3 separate regions of the Gossypium hirsutum genome follow, and all the other regions are linked to region 1. The links are chromatin contacts, called in public Hi-C maps. All regions are on one chromosome and are shown on one strand. Each heading gives the region's core, a stretch centred on a gene start, on an enhancer-like site or on the middle of the called end of the contact. The rest is flanking DNA. Distances are from core to core; before and after follow the strand shown. Region 1 holds the start of LOC107899707 (3-dehydrosphinganine reductase TSC10A). Region 2 holds the start of LOC107899693 (glucose-6-phosphate 1-dehydrogenase, cytoplasmic isoform). Region 3 holds the start of LOC107899697 (54S ribosomal protein L37, mitochondrial).

Region 1 (3,540 bases), core at 602-3,101:
CTCTTTAGGGCATTATTCCTAATTACTGAAGGCACTGGAAATGGCAAATTTAGACTTCATCAATAATGACAGATAAGAATCGAGCACAATATTCTCATAGCCTCGATTGCTAAATCCTAAGGACAATCTAAATAATTAAAAAGAAATGACGTTCCTTGAAAATAATCACATATAGAGTTCTTGAGCATTCCAAATGAGATTAAGATAGAAACAACTTACAGAAATAAATAGACAACTAACGCCAATAAAGCATGCACTTATATCTTTACTCCTGTGTATAAATAGACAAATCTATAATTGCAAACTTACTATTTTTCTTTGCATGCCAATTTTCTATGGTCTGATACCAGTTCCATTGGAAAAATAAACCTACAAGACGTAAGACACCGACGGAAGCCACCTCAATGAATGCCATTAAGAAAGATCTTTCAGGGGATAAACCAGCTGTAGCTATAGCCAGCATGTGCCCCTCAAAGTTGCAAGGGACTGTGAAACTTCCAGATTTGATGCCATCTAAAGCTTTCTTGGCAACTTCATCAGCTTTCATTGAACCAGAGGAGCCCGCTAGCAATTTTGTGAGCTCTGGTCTAACTTCATTTTCTGCAAAAGGTCCGCTCATAGTAAATAAAATGCAAATGCTCAATAAATAACACAATGAGCCATACATGTCTCGAAATCAAATTTACTATTGAGAAACACAATCAAGAGTGAGAGGCCAGCATCATGTTCCATAAACCAACAAAAGTCATCAATTATTCGCGCTCAAGATAAACTGAAACTGATTGCTTATAAAGTGAAACGATTACATCTCACAACTTCACAAAATGCAACTGTCTGATTATAGTAAATACAGGTTTGATGCCATTTAACAATATAGAAGGCTCAAAGATAAGGATCTCAAACCTTTCTCAAAACCAGGAGTGTCGGTATCAGGAGGGTATACAACAGAGACATGGATATTATCCGCAATAACCTCCTGCTGCAATGCTTCTGCTAATCCCCGGAGCCCAAATTTACTGGCAGAGTATGCTGTGTAACCATAAATTCCTACCTAAACATCCACACTACAGAGCTCAATTAGAAAGCAAGAAGGGAAATCATTTAAAAGCAAACAAAAATTTTATAAAGAAAAAACAATCAACAAATGTTAGAAAACCCAATTCAATGATTTCAGATACTGACCTGACCAGCTTGGGAAGAAATAAGAGAGATGGAAGCGGGCAAACGGTCCTTCCTCTCCTTCATCAGCGGCAAAGCAGCTTTGATGACATTAAAACTCCCCATGAGATTCACATCTATCATAAACTTGATCTCATCCAATCCCTGCTTGTCAAGCTCCTGAGGCACAAAAACCCCCTGGTTAACTACCAGGACATCGATGGGTCCGGCATCGTTAACCGCCTTCTGGACAGCGTCGTAGTCACGAACATCAGCAGAAAATATCGAAACGTCGAGGCCGGAGGAACGGCGAATCGATTCTTTGGCTTCTTGGAGTTTGTTAAGAGATCGAGCTAAGAGTGAGACTCGAGCTCCTTGGGAAGCGGCTTGGTGGGCTAAGGCTAGCCCGATCCCGCTTGACCCACCTGTTATGAAGACGTGGCGGTTCTTTATTAGGATAGTGACTGGGCGGGGGCGGACGATAAAGTAGAGGAGGAGGAGGAGGAGGATAGGGAGCAAAATAAGAGAGAGTAACACCATTACCGGCGGTGAATCACGGCGACGATTCCTGGCGGTGAATGATTGCGATTCTGGTATTACGCTTTTAGATTTTGAGCTTGACTTTCTTTTATAGCAGAAACTAGTATGTATGCTTCACCGCTCGACATTACCGAAGCTATTTAATAATCATCTTTTATAGAAATTTAATAATCATCTTTTATAAAAATTATAAAAAATAGAAATCAAGTAATAAAAATTATTAAATTTTAATAAAAAAAATATAAAAATATATTTAAAAATTATAAAATCGTAAAAAATCATAAAATATATAGAAATATAGAAAAAACTAGAAAATTTTATAAATTCATAAGAAAATTATAAAAAATTAAAGAAATATAAAATTCTTAAAAATAATATAAAAGTTATTGTATAAAAGGAAGCATTTTATAATTTTTCTATAACTTTATTTTTATTTTTTATCATTTTTTGTCACATGTCACGCTATGTTGCGACACATAATGATTTTAACTAAAAAGAAAAACTAGGGCTCATTAACTTTAACGTCAACTGTCAAATAGAATTTTTGATGTATTTTATAATTTTTTTAATTTTTAATAAAATTTAAATATTTTTTATATTTTTATTAAAATTTAATAATTTTTATAACTTTTATTGATTTTTATTTTTTATAATTTTTTGCTACATGTCACACCGTGGTTGTGATACAAAGTGAGTTTAACTAAAAAAAATTAAGAACAATTAACTTTATCGGTCAAATAGATTTTTTAATGCATTTTAACAGTTCAAGTATCCACTTAAGTGAAAAAAAAAATAAAGAACTTAATTGTGTTTTAAAAAAATATATGAGGACCTTTTTAATATATTTTGAAAATTTAAAAACTCAATTGAGTGAAAAAAAAAAAGCAAGACTTTTTTTTTTAATTTGAGGGTTTTTTATGCCAAATTTAATTAATACTATTTATGATATTTTCATTTTAAAAAATATCAAAACATTAAGGAAATATTAATTTAAAATTATCCTCGCACGCACAAATCAATGAATATAAATGTTGGACGTAATTAATGTGAAGTCTCTTTTTCTTTGCTTTAATTTTTTAAATTTTGGGGGGCCGAAAGGAAGCATGGATTTCATATCAAAACAGCATTCTTCAGATTTTGCAGACACACAATAACATGACAAAACATCTCAACAAAATCAAAATACACCTCTAACATTCACAACTCTCCTTAACAATCATTACCACTGGAGCTCAATACATCTGATGTTGGTCGATTCCAAGGGCAACGAGTGGTTGTATGGTTTATCCTTCGCTTTCTCCGCGCTTATAACCGGGCTGGAACTAGCACAGAAATTGAGGGTGTATAAGCTGCATGTTCACACAAACTCTTAGCTGATGGCCAAGCAAGTTCTATGAGAATACCAGATCCAAAACCCTATCTTGGCTTACTACCATGGCTGCTCAATAGTCTATTGATGAAGTTTCCTAATGTCCAAGTGGATAGGGTGCTGCAAGGTGACGTTTCAACCCATGCAGGGAATTAGAGTTTTTGTCTTTGTATCTTCTTGGCTTCTAGCCTCTCTTTTTTTCCACTTAAAAAAGGATATTAGACACTTATCTGTATTTGAATATATTTGAACTTAGAGGTGTTAATGGGCCGGGTGGCCTGGCCCGGCCCAATGACCCGCTCGAAATATGAGAGGATTCGGATAAAAATATAGGCTTGAAATATGGGTTTGAGCAAAAAAACGAGACCCGTTTAGAAAATGGGCCGAACCTCGAGCACCACTTTTTTTGCCTGAGCCCAGCCCGGCCCGAATATAATAAATATATTTTTTTAATTTTAAAAATATTTTTTTAT
Region 2 (3,540 bases), core at 331-2,830, 190 kb after region 1:
ATGGTGGAAGTGCGAGATAAAAGAGTCTCCGAGATGACACTTCTTGACTACTTTTCGAGATTTCATGCATTGCAATTTCCTTGTCTAACAGTTGAAAGCCCTCAGCAGAATCATATGACCCACTTACATATTTAACCTACATATAATTGCAATTGCTTGATAAAACTAACATGCAAATATGGGATTGAAGTGTGGTAAACATATGGCTAGAGCGCTGTACTGACAAGCTTCAAAAACTCTGACACATCTTCTGAGGGTGAACTGCTTCTCTCACCGAGAAGATATCTGCGGGTTCAATTAAAATGTCAGTCAAACCTATCATTTGTGATTTTGCATCATTCATCATAAAGTAAAACAACAATGAGCGACATTTATGGACCAAAGAGTGAACTGTAGACGTAGATTTATTCTTTTTGAAGGAGAGGATCCATGTCTCACCCGCGGATGCGGTTTCTCAACTCATCATCTGAAATCTTAGTCCTTGCATAGCCAAAAATGTGCACCTCATTAGGTGGTAGAAAGCCCTGCATATACACAGCCCCTGTCGCGGTTAGCATCCAATTGCATCATGTTCGACCTTTCGGCAAAGCCAACCGACAACTCCATAGGAAGTGAGACGTAGACCAATTTCATTTCAGTTTTAATGAAAAATATGAATGAATATATAGCACTTGACCTGGCAATAAAGATGAAAGAGAGCAGGGAAAGTCTTCTTCTTGGCGAGATCACCAGAGGCACCAAGAACAATGATTGAGAGGCACCCTGTTTCTGCCACATTATCATTGCTCCAAAACGAGTCACTCCTATGACTCCATTCACTCGATCCCATCCTCTAAGCTTTGTATGATCTGTATTCAAAGAAATGTCATCTATATACAAAAAAAGATAGTGAATTTGCCTTATATATATATATCATGATTTGGTTTAATTTTCCAGAACTGGAAAGACCTACAGGTAATCAGTTTTTTAGCTTGCCCAGGCTCTCAACACTAATATTCAATTCTCAAGTTATAATGCTTATAAAAGCAAGAAATTAAGATTCCTTTAGCTTCTCTTGGATATACCAGAAACATGCAAAAGAAACTTACAAAAAAATGCAAACTTTTATAGCATGGATCCCCACCCAGAAAGAAACAAACTTTCCATGAAAAACTCAAAACCCAACGCAGAATTCAAATCAAATGAAACAACCAATCAAAAAGAAGTAAAGAAAAACACTTTCTGAAAGGCAAGAACAAAGACAGAGTCGAGTTCGGTTTTGTTGTTTGAGTTAATGCTTGAAAAAAACTCACTACCCAACACAGAGTTGAAATGAAATGAAACGACCAATCAAAAGAAACTCAATAAAAACACTTTCTTGAAAGCAAGAATCAAGACCCCGGATCATATAAACCAAGTAAAACAAACCTTACTGCACAATTCAGATAAAACTGAAACCTGGGGTTTGAAGATAGAGAGAGTTTGGCTTGATGTAGAGTTAATGTTTCAAATTTTGGGGAAGCAAATTTCTGGTTTTAAAGCAGTAATTGTTCTACCAACAGTCTTATCTGCCTCTGATCTTAGCCACCCAAGTTTATAAGATATTTTATGTTCTTTGTCACACAGCACATTTATTTCACCGTATTTTTGTTAATTCCACGCTAATTTTTAGTTTATTCTATTTTAGGTTTGTTTGTACTAATGATTGATTTTAGTTGTAGTTATAAGAATGTGTTATACCTGGTATAGCGGACCTTACAGTATAATATGCGAATCTCATCTCATAGACTACTTGTAAAGAGCTTAACACATATCTTCAAATAGAATCAACAACACCGCGAACCCATAGTTAGTCCGCGAACCTCAGCCAGATAAACTATGCACATTTACTAAGGTTATATGAAAATCACGTGGAGGTTTAACGTAATTGATCGCTAATCGCCCTAACATGTCTCATCTTAAGACTTTACATTACCGTCATTGCCATCATGTAACTAAGTTTATTCCTATTATAAAAGGGTCATATAAATAACTCACAGAGTCTCATGTAGACACTCCATCATAATCTCCTAACTCTCTCAAACTGAAACCACTTCTCAATTTTCACTCCCTTCTCTGTTTAACCATCATCTTTTTTCCTTTGTTTACTGAATGTATTGATTGTAATTGTAATTTTATTTTACATTGTACTAGTTGATTTTAATTTATAATTATAATAAAAGATAAACATTTTGAAATGTTAATAAAAGATATTGACTTTTGTATGTTAGATAATTTTTGAAGTATGTCTATTATTTGGGTTTTTATATTTTTTACAAAATAATTGTTTTCTAAGTGAACAAAATAATTAGTTAAGAATGGGAGCATATAATTTTATATTTTCTAAATGAATCTATTTAGTTGGAACGTCCATGGTTTGGAGAATCCACTGAATGTTCGACATGTGCAGCATATGTTGCGTAAATACAATCCCCAGATGCTTTTTCTTATAGAGACAAAAATTGATGCTCAGGGGATGGATCAAATGCGTCGCCAGTTTGGCTTTTTTTGTGGTATAAATATTTCAGCTTTTGGTAGTAGGGTGGCATTTCGTTGGGTTGGAAATTGGGATATTAGGTTCATTTGCATCTGATTTATTCGGGTTACCATATTGATGTGGTTGTTGTTGATGATGTTACTGGGATGAGTTGGAGATTCATAGGGTTTTATGGGTCTTCGGTAGAACAAGCAAGCGCTGGCTCATGGCATTTTCTTCAAGATTTAGGGAGTAATTCTACTTTGCCGTGGATGGTGGCTTGGTGATTTCAACGAGATAGCATATGCTTTTGAAAAGCGAGGGGGTTGTCTTCGCTTTGATCGACAGATGGAGGCCTTCCGTTCAATTTTGGTCAATTGTAAGCTTCATGATCTGGGTTTTGAGGGGAATTGGTTCACTTGGGAATGGGGTCAGTTTTTGGACACTAACATTCAAGAACGTTTGGATCGTTGTGTTGTTACTCTTTTGTTGGGGGTTACTTTGTCTACTTGGGGTTGAACACTTCATAGATATAAGCGCCGACTAGTTCAAGAGGCTACGGCTCGATTGCATCAGGCCAAACCTTTCGATGACATCTTGGCTGAGATCATCGAGGTAAAATTGACTCTCAATCTAGAAGCTGATAGAGAGGAATTGTTTTGGGGCTAACGGGTACGAGTGAATTGGATGCGCTATAGTGATCACAGCACATTGTTTTACCACAAGTTTACCACTTCTCAGAAACATATGAATACGGCGACTTCCTTGTGGATGCTAATGGTTGTACTTGTACAGACATGGATGCTATGTTTGGGGTTGCCACTTGTAACAGCCCGATTTTAGTTAAATCGGAATAGTAGTTTCGGAACCACAAATCTGAAGTCGTAAAATTATTTTAATATTATTTTATGTGTTTACAGCATGATAGCATGTATGTGTGAAAATTTTGTGATTTAATTTTATCGTTTGGATGTTTAATTTGATAAAATGACTAAATCGCATAAAATGCAAAAGTGGCATACTAATTGTTTAAAGTGTTTATTTGC
Region 3 (3,540 bases), core at 747-3,246, 140 kb after region 1:
AGAATTGTTTTCTTTTATCCCAGCTCGGTTGTCCAACTTGACAAAGCGTTTAAGATCTTCATATGGGAGTGTTTCAATGTCTTTCCTCCTTAGCTCACTCAATGCTGGACTTTTATCCAGCAGATGCCACAGCCAATCAGGGTACTCAGAATCCAGGAATATCTTTGGATCTGCTCCATCCTTGAGTATATTTGCACCAACCACTGTTGTGGATTTGACTTCTTTGCTGAGTGTTGATCCTTCTGGTGCATCACTGGCTGCACCTTTAGAGCCCTTCTTGGCTTTGCCAGCCCCAGCAGCAAATGTTCGTTGTCCCACGCCAACTGCATTCTTGGCAATGATGACACTTTTTAATGATCTCATCTGATTTAATGCCATGATTTTAATCCCTGTAAAAATTTATGTCAATAATTGCAGAAATATCTTTAAAAAAATGAAGAAACGCATCTTTTGATTTATTTCATTATATGGGTGAAGCAAAATCATTAATAAAAACTAAACAACATCAACAGAGGAGTCAATCAATCATAAGTCATATACAGTAATCACAAGTCAATGAGCATTTGTTCCTTCTCCTTTTTTCTTTTTTTTTTTTGATAATAGAAGGGGAAATACATAAACTCCTTTTTAATTCACCCTACGATTATGGTAAAAGTAAATTGTATCCTCTAATAGTGAGTTCTTAGAGAATCTAATCACAACCACAATGGTTAAACACTTCATAGGATCCAGTTTTACTCCAACTATTCACTCTTGCCCATACCCAAGTTTGAGACATAGCAGACACCTCAAACAGACATGGGTATGATTCTTGGACCCTCCAAAAAGAGAGGAGGTAAACTTATAAACACTGTACACAGGTTGGATGTGGAAATGTGTTTGATACATCAACCTGGTTTAGAAACATGGACAGATAGGATCCACAGAGGACATTGTAGTTGTCACTTCAACATTTTGAGGAATGAAGTTTCTCAAAAAAGTTTGTATGCTAATTCATGAAATCAAAGATGCTCATTCATGAAATCAAAGCTACTAGATGACGAAATTAAGAAAAAAAATATAGGAAGGTTCTCAAGATTGGCTATTCCTTTAGTAGATAAGAACCAAAGAGTGCCTGGAAAGAGTTTCTTATCACATTCGCTGAAGCTGAAGAAGTTTTTAAAAAAAAAACAGGCATGAACGAGTCATAAATATTCAAGAAATATCGGCATCCTACTTTGCTTTCCAAAGAGACACTAAGACATGTAAATCTCCATTTATAATATATCCAATCCCTATCACAGCTCATTCATAGCATGACACTGGGCCTACGCAGTGCTCAAGGTAAACAATAACTTCAATATTGAAGGAGTATCATATCTTCATCCAACATCTTAACTTTAAGCGATGAGCAAATATCAAGGAGAAAGAATGCAAGTGGACTCAAAAGTTCACACCAGAAAATTCATACTAATGGAAAATGCTTCTAACTTACAAATTTTAATAGGACCAGCATTGATCATGTATCAAATCATCATTCAAGTCCAAACTCTGAATACCATGGAAACAAGATTTAAGCTTCTTAAAACAATTCGCAACTATCAAATTAAATAAACGCTAAAAACTTTACAGAACTAAATCGACCAAGCATCTATTCAACAGAATATCAACTCAATCCCAGTAAAAGAAAAGAATTAGGTTTGGAATAAGAAGAAGAATTATCTTTTTGGTTTCTAAGAAATCAATTTTGGAAAAAGAAAGGCAAAGATTTCCCAGTTTTTTCTTTTTTTAATCTCAGTTTCAGCTATTTAGTAGTAACCAAAAAGTGCAATAGAAAATGAGAATAAGTTACCTTTCTCTAGAAGTTGTAAAGATGAACTCTTGAGCCGCCCTTTTCCGGAATGAAATTAAGGGATTTAGGGTTTCTGAGACGAAGCTAAAATGAGAGCTTGAAGACGAAGAAGAATTCTGGTTTGCTTATTGGACTGGACCGTGAGACTGGGGGATTATTTGGGTTCACCCATTTTGAGCTTATATATAAGGATGGGCCAGTCCAAATGAGACCCCGACTGGGCCGCTGTGAAAGCTCTGGCTGAGTCCTTTATTTATACATTTGAATGGTATCTATACCAAGGAAGCCATAAGGTCCAGTTGTTCCCTTTTTCTGGCTCTATTCCTTTTACACAACAATTTACTTTAATTTTGATATAATTTGGTATCTCAATTTTTATAATATTATACTTTAATCTAATTAAAATAATTATGTAAATTTTTAAGAATTATTAACACCATTAAAATTTTCCATTAAATTTAGGTCCATTGAATGTCATTTTGTTACCTGGGTGAGTATTTCTTTTTTTTTTTTAATTTCAAAATATCATACTAAGGAATTTAACATAGGAATTTTAACGATGTTAACAAATTCAAAAAGTAAAATAATTAAATTCTTAAAAATATGAATACAAAGATTAAATTACAAATATTACTCTAACCCTGTTGCAACTTTTAATTTTTTACTCTATAAATTAATTAAATAATAATCAACTAATACAAAGCGTGTGTGAAGCAAGTTAAATGGTCATTTTATATCATCTTTAAGATTCTTTAGTCATTTTTATTTTTGTAAAAAAAAAAGCAGTAAGTGATTACATTAAAAATTAGTCAAACTTATGTAAAGGTATCACTATCAAAAAGTAAAACCCCTTGTACTAGAGGGGTTCTTCAAACAACATCAAAATTGAGGGACCTCTATTCATGCACTTGGCAATTCGATCAGCAACCGCATTCTGAGCGCTCGGTATATGATGAATTCTAACCTTCCAATCTTCCACCTTCTAGAGACACCACTAGAAGCGCATTATCACATTCTAGCAAGGGCGAAGCCAGGAAAAAAATTTAGAGGGGTTGAAATTAAATTGACTATATTTTTATTATTTTTAAAGGATTAAATTTTTTTTATCATTTTTAAGGGGCGTGCAATTTTATTTTTACTAATTTAAAATTTTAAAAAACTTTAAAGGCCAAAATGGTAAATTTTCTATTTTAGGGGGGGCCAAGGCCGAGGCCTCTGCCAGCCCCCTAAATCCGCCTCTGCATTCTAATTCTAGCTGCCTGTAATATTATTTCCATGCTACGCGCAGACTTTCAATTATGGCTCTTGCTTCAATTCGAAAATTTGTTTCCTTACCCGCCATCATTGAAAATCTATACAATCTGATTAAATGCTAAAAATACATGTTTTATGTAATTTAATTGGTCAATTTACGAGAACGCACCACTGATTTTCTCCATTTTATATTGAATTTTATACAGAAGTGCAATTTGGGGTCAAAAGAGAAAAAGGAGAAGCAATTGGGCTAGATTGAAGAAAGGAGCAAAAAAGGCGGGCCAAAATAGAATTTTTCCAAGTTGTAATTAGCTGAAATTTTATTTTGACTTAGTGGGAGATTATGTAGGGATTTTTTTTATATCATAGGAATATTTTATTTCCTTGATTTTCTATGGCTAGTGGCTCTTAATTTAACAAAGCCACTAGTATAAATGGGAGGCTACTTTGTTCAT

Evidence for each region. Hi-C and Micro-C count contacts between places; a contact is called where the count stands out from the background.
Region 2: a Hi-C map of leaf shows a contact between it and region 1, with 1.7 times the contacts expected there. The contact joins the promoter of LOC107899693 here to the promoter of LOC107899707 in region 1. A contact is called at or near these places in 4 of 34 Hi-C or Micro-C datasets (callus and leaf).
Region 3: a contact with region 1 is called in a Hi-C map of leaf, with 2.3 times the contacts expected there. The contact joins the promoter of LOC107899697 here to the promoter of LOC107899707 in region 1. A contact is called at or near these places in 6 of 34 Hi-C or Micro-C datasets (all in leaf).

What each region holds. Positions count from the first base shown.
Region 1 is chrD04:16,607,578-16,611,117 of Gossypium_hirsutum_v2.1, forward strand. LOC107899707 (3-dehydrosphinganine reductase TSC10A) reads right to left here and starts at 1,852. Exons shown (of 4, transcript XM_016825486.2): 1 at 1,183-1,852; 2 at 904-1,051; 3 at 310-600. The coding sequence starts at 1,698. LOC107899705 (protoporphyrinogen oxidase 2, chloroplastic/mitochondrial) reads right to left here. Exons shown (of 19, transcript XM_016825477.2): 19 at 2,787-3,047.
Region 2 is chrD04:16,798,011-16,801,550 of Gossypium_hirsutum_v2.1, forward strand. It overlaps LOC107899693 (glucose-6-phosphate 1-dehydrogenase, cytoplasmic isoform), which reads right to left and starts at 1,581. Exons shown (of 16, transcript XM_016825464.2): 1 at 1,408-1,581; 2 at 677-848; 3 at 439-524; 4 at 225-285; 5 at 1-136. The coding sequence starts at 829.
Region 3 is chrD04:16,751,113-16,754,652 of Gossypium_hirsutum_v2.1, forward strand. It overlaps LOC107899697 (54S ribosomal protein L37, mitochondrial), which reads right to left and starts at 1,997. Exons shown (of 3, transcript XM_016825468.2): 1 at 1,832-1,997; 2 at 1,475-1,530; 3 at 1-389. The coding sequence starts at 1,502.